Linked DNA regions of Hordeum vulgare: regions 2 and 3 are each linked to region 1. Evidence: chromatin contacts called from public Hi-C data. All regions are on one chromosome and are shown on one strand. The core of a region is the stretch at or near the end of the contact, and the rest is flanking DNA. Distances in the headings are between cores, read along the strand shown.

Evidence for each region. Hi-C and Micro-C count contacts between places; a contact is called where the count stands out from the background.
Region 2: a Hi-C map of leaf shows a contact between it and region 1, with 2.7 times the contacts expected there. The contact joins the enhancer-like site here to the promoter of LOC123443100 in region 1. A contact is called at or near these places in 2 of 6 Hi-C or Micro-C datasets (leaf and seedling) and 1 of 1 datasets of contacts at active chromatin or transcription factors (embryo).
Region 3: a contact with region 1 is called in a Hi-C map of seedling, with 3 times the contacts expected there. The contact joins the promoter of LOC123439599 here to the promoter of LOC123443100 in region 1. A contact is called at or near these places in 2 of 6 Hi-C or Micro-C datasets (leaf and seedling).

What each region holds. Positions count from the first base shown.
Region 1 is chr3H:92,039,235-92,043,527 of MorexV3_pseudomolecules_assembly, forward strand. LOC123443100 (putative GPI-anchored protein pfl2) reads left to right here and starts at 1,424. Exons shown (of 4, transcript XM_045119359.1): 1 at 1,424-1,609; 2 at 1,700-2,138. The coding sequence starts at 1,434.
Region 2 is chr3H:91,401,665-91,405,794 of MorexV3_pseudomolecules_assembly, forward strand. No RefSeq gene overlaps it. Among protein-coding and RNA genes, the nearest start is that of LOC123443099, 21 kb to the right of the region's middle. Within about 2 kb of position 2,322, at least 2 of the 3 cell types and tissues checked have open chromatin away from gene starts, as enhancers often do. A contact at or near this core is called in leaf, where this site is marked.
Region 3 is chr3H:91,110,047-91,113,982 of MorexV3_pseudomolecules_assembly, forward strand. LOC123439599 (B-box zinc finger protein 22-like) reads right to left here and starts at 1,314. Exons shown (of 3, transcript XM_045116292.1): 1 at 916-1,314; 2 at 265-810. The coding sequence starts at 1,113.

The sequences.
Region 1 (4,293 bases), core at 174-2,673:
AATGTCCCATGTATGTTTACCTGAGCACTAACGCCAATGCATAATCTTGGACACTTCCAGCTCCATATAAAAGACATAATGGTACAAGAACATGGAATTTCTCACGACACTTCACTGGACGGGAGGTGTAAATATCTTTTTCCCAGAAAATCATTTTCATCGTATTGCTTTGCTTCTTCGAAATAACAGCACCAGGTTTTGGCGTGCGTAGTTAGAAAGTCATGAGCAATTTCACCAGGCCATAATCTCCTGTAATGGAGTACATGGACACATGAGCCGCACCAAGCCAACTAGCATATACTCCATCCGTTCCTCAATATAAGTCTTTTTAGAAATTTCACTAGAAGACTACATACAAATTTCACTAGAAGACTACATACGAAGAAGAATGAATGTATCTACACTCTTAAGTATGTCTATATACATTCGTATGTAGTACACTAGTAAAAACTCAAAAAAACTTATATTTAAGAGCGGAGGGAGTACATGTGTTTACATGAGCACCATCACTGATTTGTGCAGTCTGGTGCTCCTATGTCCATGGACGATGTTGCCATTGCATCTAGCCAAGTTTCTCATATACGCGTTTAAATGAGCACCATCATTGAATTGTAGCCTTCGAACACAACGAGTGCACCGACAAATGGCAATGATAACATTATTATTGATTGAGATTGCTAACATCGATATTCTCATCGCTATTTAATAGCACACATCTCAAGTTTTACGTGACATACACTTTTTCGGTAGGGAGATGTAAATATAACTTTCTTAGGAAAACAAAACACACACCGTTCAATTTTGGAAGAAAATGGTCACACGTCACACGTTTTTTGCTTGGACAATTAGAATGTCATGAGCACCAAATGTCAAAGAGTAGTCTCGTGAGGTACCAGCGCACTGAAGAACATCATTCTACAGATGTTGATTGTTTTTGCAACAACAAAGAATGTCGTGAGATGTTTCTCTTTCGCAAAAGAATACTGATCATGTGTTAGAAAGTCATGAGTACTAGCATTTGCAAAATATTGCATTTGAATTAAGACAAAAATCTAGATGATCGCAGCAGTTTGCGAGTATTCTAGGCAGAGAATGGTGCGCCCAACATTTTGCACCTAGTCGCTCGCTATCACATGATGCGGTCCGGCGAACGATTGTGCCACGTCACCAACCACAGGAATAAAAGGAAAAAACAATTTAGTCGCTGTCCATCACCTGTCGCCGTCCGCAGTAGTAAATGGGACGTGGGCCTCTCGCGCACGACACTGGCGCCAGCAAGGCATTAAATAGATATAATATCGAATAATTAATGAGGTACCAAAAATAAAGGTGGGGAGAGCGGGAAAGAGTAGATTATTCGCCTCGATGCTATCAAAACCTTGCCTCGAAGTATTAACTCCGTATCGTAATTGCTGCATCCTTTAGATAGATATATGCTGGAGTACACGACCTCCCTTTCCAACGCCCGCCGCTTTCCTCTCCTTCCTTCCTTCCAGTCTACTCCTCCTCATCTCCCCCCTCCCAAAAAAACTCGAGAAATCGCAGGTAGATTTGCGCGGAGGGGGCACGCCGACGTCGCATCCATGGCCGCCGCCGCGTTCTCCATCAGGTTAGTGTGCGCGGCCTCGTCTCGTCGGCCTTTATGGTGGTCGTGTATGCGGTTTTTTTTTCCTGATCTCCATTTGCGATTTGTCCGAAGGGGATACGCGGCGAGCATGAGGGGTGAGGCGGCGGCGGAGGGTCGGCGTCCCTTGGGCATCGAACATCTCCCGGCTATAGAGGCGCCGAGGTTTCGGTGGTGGGCGGACGAGTTGGCCTCCGCCATGGCTACTGCTGCTGCGTCGGCGGCGGCAGTGGCGCCGTCCCCGAGGAGGTCGCCAGGGAAGGCGAAGCCTCCGAAGAAGAGGTCCATCTCTGACCTCTTCGCCTCGGCGCCCCCCTTGGACGTGTCCCCCGCCGGTGATAGCGGATGCAACGCGCAAACGGAGGTCGACGGCGACGAGGCGCTGTGCGCGATCGTGAGGAGGGCCAAGAAGGAGAGGAAGCGGAAGAAGAGACTGCGGGAGGAGGCGGCAGCGGCTGTCGCGCCGGAGTGCAGCGGAGGGCGAGATCCGGAGGGGAGTTTCGCGGCCACAAAGGTACGTGATGCAGCCCAGCCCAGCCCAAACCCAACACTGCCTGTCTGTCAATGCAATCATGTCATCTACTACTACTACCACTATTGTTCCTACGCTTTTTTTTACCCTGGTTTCATTTTATTTTGATCTGCTTGGAATGGGTAAATGCTTTGCGTGTCCATGAGACGAGGAATCAAAAAATATCTAGTACCCCGTATTAGATTTGGTTGACTTATATGGTTACTATTTGTGGGGAGCAATTAGTTTTACCTTTACATGGGGGCCGTCCCATCGCCTCGCAGGATATTTTATGTAAGGATTGACTGTGCCGAACCCAGTTCCTAATCTGAACCAGGCTTAGGTAGTTCGTCTACGAGGTTGTGTGGATACGTGATAATTGCGGGGCAGGTGCGCGATCATTTTCTGGCTAAGTGCTAAAGTTAGAACGATTATTATTGTGTTTTATTCTGTTGCATCATTACATTTCCTACCTAGTTATTTGTATGCATACACATTGTTATTTCATGCTTAATTTGTGAACCCTGACCGATCATTCAAACTCGGGGCTTTATGACATTTCGTATGATGATTCTAGGGAACTTGGTGAGATGTATACCTGCACCTGTTCATACACTTTGTTAAGACCAATAATAGATATGAGTCCGCTAGATTATGATGACCAGATAAACCAGTGGTGACTGCAGACGAGACAGGCTAGCTGGTACTGCAGCATATGTACCACATCTCATAGTACATGGTACATCGTCACCGTGTTTCCTTTTTCTCACACCATGCGCGGTGGGTTGTGAGCTGCATGCGTACTTGTGTACCTCCTGCACATTTCAGCCGTGTGGACCCACACACTAGACTTTATCATAGGAAACGGACGTGGAGCAAGCACTTACCAAAACCGATATCTTTTGCATTTTTTTTTCTCTTGGATAGGAAACTTCATTACTACATACTCCTCCGTCTCGGTTTATAACTACACCACGATCAAAACGGAAAGAAAAACGAGAGAAATTAGTGTTAATTTATTAATTAATACCATTACATGCAATGAATTGACCACTGCGCCTCAAGTCATTAAAAACATACACGCCTCACGTCTCTTATTGGTTGATTACTTTATTCATGTCAAAAAGCAAGAAACGAGGTGGAAGTTAATGCACTGCGCCTAAGTGTTTTGTGATTATTTGGTTTTCGTAAATGGAGGGAGTACCTTGTATGTTTATTACTATCTATTTTTTCTTAAAACCAAATATATAATCTGTCAATCTATTTAAGCACTTGATATATAGGTGGTGTTGAAATGTTTCAGGACACCTTTGAGCATGCATAGAAATTGTGTTCAGTAGATGGTGGTAGTTTCCAATATGTCGAAGTCGAGCTGTCATCATATGTTTGACATGACGCATGGTCTGCTGTTTGTACTCTTTTATGGAGTATTCCAGTAAAAATATCTAGTTGACCAGATTAATAGGATATAAGTCTTAAGAGGGTGTGGTTGAGGCCGGATGTTTGAAGTAATGTTTGAATGTAAACTTTATGTCTCCACGTATGATATATAGTGTCTGAAGTTCTCTATCTGGCATAATGCATTAACATTTAATATCGAGGTAATTATCATAATATTGTTGACCATCACATGCATATATATATATAGAAGGCTCATCATGTGTTGCACCCTTTAAGATTTTGTAATTCATCTTGTTTCAATATCTAAGGATCATGTTGTGAAATTGATCTTTAACTTTCATCACTCAATTATATTCTTCTATGAGCAGCTTGTTAAAAAAACATTATTTTTTGTTCAATTAATAGTTATTCTTATCTTCTACAACAATATTTGTAATTGAGGAGGGTGAGTCCCTGCATCGCTCCCATGTGAGCCACTCGGGCGGACACAACCCTTCCTGCTGCAACCGAAGGATACCTCATCGCGATGCCCTGCTGGCCGATTGACAGCGGTGGCAGGGACACTGTTCGCTGCACAGAGTGACTCTCAGGCACGGCATGGAGTTGCTATGTGGTCTATGTTGGCAGCAAATGTGTTGCTGCTTGGATCCGCTGTGACCGGCTATGTTTGCCTGCTACCCAGCAGGTGTAGATCGCCGTGCTGGATGCTGGCTGTGGTGTGGCAGGAAACCACCGCATCTTCGCGACTTCTCTCACT
Region 2 (4,130 bases), core at 1,072-3,571, 640 kb before region 1:
GTACCAGGTTCGCCACAGCAACATCAGGAAGGCAAGCAACTTTTTTTTGAACCGTACTAATCCCATTTTCGTTAAAAGATAACGGAAGTACACGTAGCTCAAACATTCGCAAAGGAGAAGAAAAACAAAGGGAAAGGGAAAGGGAAAAAGCGAGTTCAGACATACCAGGGAAACCCTTTGAAAGTGGTTCTCAATCGTAACCACTGCCCTGGGGTGAAAACCCCGGTACACCATCACAACGCCCAAAATAGGTCTATCAAACAACACATCCAAAAGGGCAGAAAGTAAACTCCAGCCTACGCAGAGGCATAACAGATAAACAGCAAACCATTGCCAAAGGAAAGAGAGAAGCTAAAGTAGGAACGTCTAGCTATCCGGCACCCCATCGTCCACCCAGGATCGGCTGATGTACATTTTAGGGCCCCGTCACTTGATTAATATGAGCTGACGTACGGATCCATCATACTCCTTGCGTTCTCCTGCAGAAGAGAAGCGTCATTCTTCAGTAGCAGACGATCTTCCTTCTTGAGCAGACCTGCCCAATAATTAAGGTGGACGCAAGCTGTAAAGACAATCTTAAAAGAAGATGACAGTTTCTTGAATTCAAAGTCGTACGTTTTCTGCAATTCCAGATAGCCCAACAGATTGCCGCCAAACCCACAGTAAAAAAAATGCTATCCATCAGGGAGAAACGCGTAACACCAAGAGTAAAATTAAGGGATATTGTTAGGGCAAAGATCAGTCCCCAGCATAGATCCTACGGTACGCCAAGGTACTCTGGTCACCGGACATTGAAAAAACAGATGGAGATATGATTCTCTACTGGTGCAAAAGGAACAGCGGGGGTTGCCAGTCCATTTTCTGCAATGCATCACATCAGCATCTTGAAACATTTGCCGCAAAAAGATTTGGTTCTTAAGAGGATGCTTAGCACTCCATATCCACTTGAAGTCATCCCCTGCCAAATTCTTTTCAAGGAAAGAATACATGGCCTTAGTAGTATACTTGCCTTTTGGACCAAGTGACCACTCCACCTTGCCCCGCTCATCCCCGACATTCAGGAGATTCACAGCTGCATTGGAAACACAAGCACTGGTCGGCAGACATATTACATGGAACTTGGAGGATCCAGTCAGGTCCAGTATTCGTCAATCCATTCAGATTTGGCAGATCCCAACACATAGACGCAGTGCGCCATAAATCCCTGTTCAAAGTGCAGCGCCAGAGAGCATGGATAATATCTTCAGTTTCAGTGCCACAAATCGGACATACAACAGAAATTTCACGCGTCCGAGATAGTTTCCGTCCCATGTAGGCAGAGAATTTTTTGGAGCTCGCTAGGCCAAAATGCGTAGTTCGGAAAGTGCAGTACTTTTCCAGACCGCCGACCACATCCAGGTTGGGGCAACTCATCAAAGGCAAGCTTATAGTTACTGTGCACTGGAAAAACACCCGATTTTTCACGGATCCACGCTAGAAAATCGTACGGGTAGCATTTTTAATGTTTATGATGGATGACGCATCAATTGGAAGACTGTTGGATCAAGTTAACATCCCAATTACCGTGAACATCAGACAGTTCAGAGACCCACCTCAATCGGCATCGGCCTCCAGGAGATACTACCATGTAATCAGCTTTTGGTACCCATCTGTCACGCCAAATACGAACTTGCGTGCAATTACCAATCCTCTATATGAAACCCTTTTTCAGTACTTGTCGACCATGAGGTAATACATCCAAACCACATTAAACTGTACACATTGATTTGCATTTTATATATAAATCGGGACGAAAGACTGTCTCGTGGATTTTAATAGACACCTTTTTTCCCGAACTATTGTTGTATTTCTGTCATGGTATGTGATGAAGAGGGATTAACCTGGTTTAGAAAAGCAGCTAATTGTCCATCATATCGGTGGCACGTAATGCATTTCTTTAGTTCGAACGATTACTGTAGTTTATCGTGCCAGCATGAACAACCGGTCTCTGTCACGCCACCTCTACCTCGTCATTAATACATTTTTGTGAAAAATAAAACCATGGTCTAATACTCGCAGGCATCAAGGTACCACATGCCACATTGCCACATCTGGTTCCAACTATACGTACACGGTACTGCAACGATACACCGGCACGCGTGCACGCCCTAGCCGATAAATGCGTCATTAGCAGGAGATCGCATGCACACACGCACGCACCACAAATTAATTCCTGGCCGCGATCGCGCCATGCAGGCAGCATGCTGTCAGGTGGACGTATACATGCGGGCCAAGCCGAGCGTTGGCTCGATCGAGACGCAGCGTTCTCCGCTTGCCGGTGCGGCAGCGTGCCACGGCGCGCGTTGCGTCGGGCGGGGCGACGTGCATGCCATCTCCGTCACCACTTGCGCCCGGTTGATTACGGTTTTTCATTCCCAAATGGAATGAATGGGAACGGCTACGGTCTGTGATCTTTCATTGCCGTGCGTACGTACTCTCTCTGTCGCGCATCTTTCGTACAAGTACCACGTATGCATGGATGAGCAAAATCTGAACCCAGCGGCTCAGCGCAGCGCTGCTGTTTTGGTTGCTCGTTGTCGGCTTGTGGACGTCAATTAATGCAGCAGCTAGTACGTGTCGTTCAGTTCAGGCGCTGCTGCGCGTCACAGGCAGTGCGTGCACTCAGCCTGCTACAAGTACGGGCTCCGAGCATCTCCGATAGATCCCATATAAGAGCTCCGAGGAACGTCGCTGCAGAATTAGATGCAGTTATTTCTGTGAGAACTGACAGTATAATCTTTAGTACTATTCGGATTAGCAACGGAGAACCAAACACCCGGTACAGTGCTAAATAGTGTTCACATCGCTACAGTACAAAGTGATATATCTTCACGACCCAGGCCATGGCCCTGGATGCCTTGGTCTTGTCTATGGATGCCACTATTGCATGTAGAGAGAATTAATTGCGAGGTGGCAATGATGACTTGATAACTTCTCTTGCATGTTAAGATAATTAAGTTAGTGAGGATCAACTATTTAGAGGGTGTTTGAATACGTTTTAGTCTCATGACTAAAAGTAATGAGACTAAAACTTACTAGTCTCACTCATGCTTGGATCCAAGTACTAAAGAGACTAAAATCAAGTTAATGAGCATTTATTATCCTCCAAACCCTGCAATCCAGAACTTGCATGAGGAGTTAAATGAGGAGAGAGAGGACTAATGCACATTTTAGTAAGGATACTCCTGACTAAAAGATTTTAGCCTCAAGACTAGTTTTAGCCTCTCTTTAGTGAGGGGTGCTTGGAACTTTAGCCTCTTAAATAGACTAGTTTTACTCTCTTGGATCCATGCACCCTCTTAGAGGATGCTTGGATCCAAGGGACTAAAACTAGTCTGACTAAAACTAGTCTCTTTAAGATGCTAAAGTTCCAAGCACCCCTGACTAAAGAGAGGCTAAAATAGTCTTGAGGCTAAAATCTTTTAGTCAGGGTACCCTTACTAAAATATGCATTAGTCATCTCTCTCCTCATTTAACTCCTAAGACGAGTTCTGGATTGGAGGGTTTGCAGGATAATAAATGCTCATTAACTTGATTTTAGTCTTTTTAGTATTTGGATCCAAACATGGGTGAGGCTAGCAAGTTTTAGTCTCACTACTTTTAGTCATGGGACTAAAACTTATCCAAGCACCCTCTTAGTCATATTAGATGACACCCCACGCTTTGTGGTGCAAATTTATAGAAAGTAACTATAATGCGCAAAAAAAAAAACTTAAGCAGAAACAGAAAAATTGGGTCCAGGGGTCACAAACATTATTAGTACCTCAAAATGCATGCCTTGTTATTTTTACTGATATCGGGCTCAGTACACAACGACCTACTTTTCAATTTAACAACTAGAATCTACGAACTACATAAGCACCGGTAGCAATCCATGCATGAAAAACACAAATCAGATGCCACAGTTCTTTCATAGCAGTTGTGTTTAGCTCACAAACAGGGACGTAACCAAGGGGGGCGAGGGCCCCAAACGATCTGTTTTCTCCACGATTAAGATTAGGCAAGTACTAGTCTCGTATCCATCGTGTCTACACCCCCCCCCCCCCCCCCCCACCCCCCTCCCGGGGGTCTGTAACGCAACATAAAGCTCA
Region 3 (3,936 bases), core at 64-2,563, 930 kb before region 1:
TAAGCCCGAAAATTGCCGGTGAAAGTAAGATTACATGGCATGATTAAGCTGATCTGGCTATGGATTAACGTTCCAGGATGCAGATCAGATAAATTACTTGATTCAAGATGATGAGACAGGTTACAAGAGTTACTATTTTTGTACTTGAACTGCGCTTCTTCCCCGATATGATAAAGTAATTAGAGTAACTACTAAGTGCTAAGACTGTGACAATACAATTAGTAGTAATTCAAATTTGGTCCTGAGTGAATTCGTAGTGCTGACCTTGGACGTGCCATTTTCCGCGAATCCGAAGCCAGAGTTGAATTCGGTGAAGCCGAAGAACTCGTCCAGTGGCCAGTCCGGCATGCTCCCGCCAAAAAGTGCCGCGCTCGCCGCCGTGACGGCCACCCGGGGGCTCTTCTTGGGAGGGGCTTTGATTACCTCCGGCTCCGCGGGCCTCAACGCCGGGGTACCACTGGCGAACTGCTCGTCGATGACCGACCAGTCGGGCAGGTTACCCGTGATGCCGACGTCCTGGCCGGCCGCCCACTCGATGTCTCCGTCGCTGTAGAGCGGCGTCGGGCTCCTCTTCCTGTGGCACATCGGCGGTTGCAGGGGAGCCGACGAGGTGTTGTTGGGCGGTTGCGGTTCCGGCTCCGGCTCCGGCTCTGGTTCTTCTTGTTCGTCGGGCTCGAGGCCGACCTGGACGCCGGTGAGGAGAAACCTCCGGTGCGCGGAGACGAAGGCGTTGGCGGTATGCACGGCGACGTCGCAGCTCCGGCAGAGCAGCGCGCGGTCCTCCACGCAGAAGAAGTAGGCGTGGCCCTCCTGTGGTAGCAGAAACAGCGGACGTACTCGTCAGATCACCGGCCGGGGCAAAAGAAAGATTTACCAAGATTAGCGCAAGGGCGAGAGAGCAACAGATTCAAGCACCTGGCATATGTCGCAGTTGGGCGCGGACACGGCGGGCGGGTTGGAGACGGCGGAGAGGAGGGGCAGGCGGTGGTGCTTGCCGGCGAGGCGGTTGGCGTCGTGCACGTCCCGGTCGCAGCGCGCGCAGAGGGCGGCCTCGTCGGCGCAGCAGACCACGCGCGCCTCGGCCGCCTCGCACGCGGAGCAGAGCACCTTCATCGATCGACCGATCAATTGATCCGATCGCTACACGATCATCCGCGTGGAGCGAGGAGAGGAGAGGAGAGGAGAGCGGGGCTTGGCAGTGAGGTTATGGACGTGGGGGGAGGGAGAGGGAAGCCGTGCGGTTTTGTCCCCGCCGGTTGGTGACGGGTTCGTAGGGGGCCGAGGCGCCGTGCAGTGCGGTGTCGCGTGCGCGTGGCGGATGGGCGGCCGGATCCGGACGGGTGGGTGGGAGGTGAGGCGAGACTGTTGGGAGCGCCGGATATTTTGGCGGACGGGCGCCGTGGCCGTGGCCGTGGACGCTGACGCCGGGGCAGGGATCACATGGGACGGAGGGTGACATGGCTGGATGGCCGGCTGGCGCGCGGGAAGAACGGGAGTGGCCGGCCGACGGACGGGAGGACTCCCTCGTTCACTCGGAGGAGTGACCAGGCGCGGAGGGCCCGCGGGCTCCGAGCCGTCGCGGCCGGACCCGATTCGCCCACGCGCGCCGTGCCCACCGCTTTGACTTCCCCGCTCCGCCCCTCACCGGCCGACCGGCGCGGTAAAAGACGCTGGTTTAGTTTCACAGCTCGTAGCTTCAGTGAAGCCCAGGTCAGTGACTGGCCGGTCTCCGTCTCCGTGTCGATCGTCCTCAGTTTTTTTTTAAAGAAAGGCGCCTGCGAAGTGATGACTGCCACTAACTGACGCCCGACTGACGGTAAGCGAAAATAGAAACGCTAGTAGTACGATATTCCACACAAACTCACGGGATAAACCGGGAACTACGTAGTACTGCGAGCATCGAATAATCCTAGATCATGGGAATCAAAGGGAAGGTGCCTATCTTGGCTGCATCGATGCATTGCGGCTAGCGGGGGACCGGGCGACCACCACGCCGGCCACGGCTATCCAGATAACACGGGATGGTCCTACACGGTGCGGCATGGGCATGGCCAGCCACTACATGCCCAACTAGCTTGTTTTGGGCCAACTGGTATCCAATAATGCGGCGCCATCCCCTTCGTGGCCCCCATTCCACTTATGGTCCGGTTTTGGGAATTTGCCCGTGCTCATGCAATGCATTTATACTCCATATGCATTGCATGTGTAACAGAGTATCTTTTTTCTTTGTGGGCAGATGTAGGGATGTAGAGCACCGCCTGAACCCGTCCCGCTCCGTGTAAAAAAGTTAGTTCTAGCTAGTTTGTGACGCTGCTAGGTAAAGTTGTACTCCCTCCGTTCCTAAATATAAGTTTTTCTAAAGATTTTCACTAGTGAACTATATACGGATGTATATAGACATATTTTAGAGTATAGATTCAATCATTTTGCTTCGTATGTAGACCCTTAGTGAAATCGTTTAAAAGACTTATATTTAGGAACGGAAGGAGTACTAATTAAGCACTTTGGCAGGTCTATGCAGGACGCAGATGATATGTATGTGGATGATAGATATGTTCTTTTCACACAAGATATTTAGACAGTTTTTTTTACCCGGAAATATTTATATAGTTATTTCACCTATTGTGTGAAAAGATCGATTTGAATTTCTTCAGCCCTCGGATAAAGGAGTAAAGATGTGAATATTTTACATATTGAGATTGCTATTTTTCATACGTCTGATATTTAGGGACAGATCTGTACTAATCCGATGATGTTCATTTTCTGATATCATCAAAGGTTCCGATAAAATTTCAACTTCAAAATATTTTGTAGCTCAAAACATTGCTCCGATTCAAAATCCATTTTGACATAAAAAATTGTCTCGACGAGACCTTAAAAACTAGATCTCATGTTCATATGTTCCAACAACTTTTTTTCTCGTCAAAAGTTACAATGTCTCGGGTACCTAAGTTATCACATGTGTGCGTACATAAGTTATCATCGTGATTGCATTAAAGTTAATGAGACATGAAAAATTGTTCCTCCAACCTTTTTGCATATGCAAATGCATGCATGCATTAAAGGACAAAACTGGTGACATCGTATAATTTTTCAATTTAAAAAAGCCAAAATTGATATGTAGCTCAAACTGTCGCTCTAATTAAAAATCTGTTTTCACAAAAAAAACGTCGCGACGAGATCTTGAAAACAAGATCTACTGTTAATAACCCACGTATATAGCATGTAATACATGCACAACATAGTTGATAACCCACATACAAACACCGTGATTATTTTGACCTGATTTTTATTGTTGAAACATCTATCAGTAATGTTGTGTGAATAACATGGTCATTAAGGCATCGCAGACCTGATAACTTGCATATAAACACCCTGATAACTCACACATCAGCGATCTGATAATTTACGTATCCCGGTCCTGATAAATTTGGTTTGTGTGTGTGTGGTGGGGGTGGTGATCAAGTATCCTTCGGTAAATTTTATGTGAATAGCATGGTAACTCACACATCGAGACCCGATAACTTAAGCACCTCGGTCCTGATACTTCTCGCGAGGGAGAGGTGATGAAATATACCCCCGATAACTTTTATGTGAATAGCACTATAACTCACACATCGTAGACCTGATAACTAACGTACCCCAGCCATGGTGAATTTGGTGACCGGGTGGGTTGTGTGAATAGCAAGATAACTCACACATCGCAAACCTGGTAACTTATGTATCACAATCCTGATAACTTTAGAGACGATGATGAGGAGGGGGGGCTGTTGGTGAAATATACCCCAACAACTATGTGTGTGAATAGCATGATAACTCACACATCGCAAACCTGATAACTTATGTACCCCAGTCCTAATAAATTTTGGCGACGATGGTGATGGGTGGGGGAGGGCTGTTGGTGAAATATAACCCCAACCCCTGGTAACTTTTGCG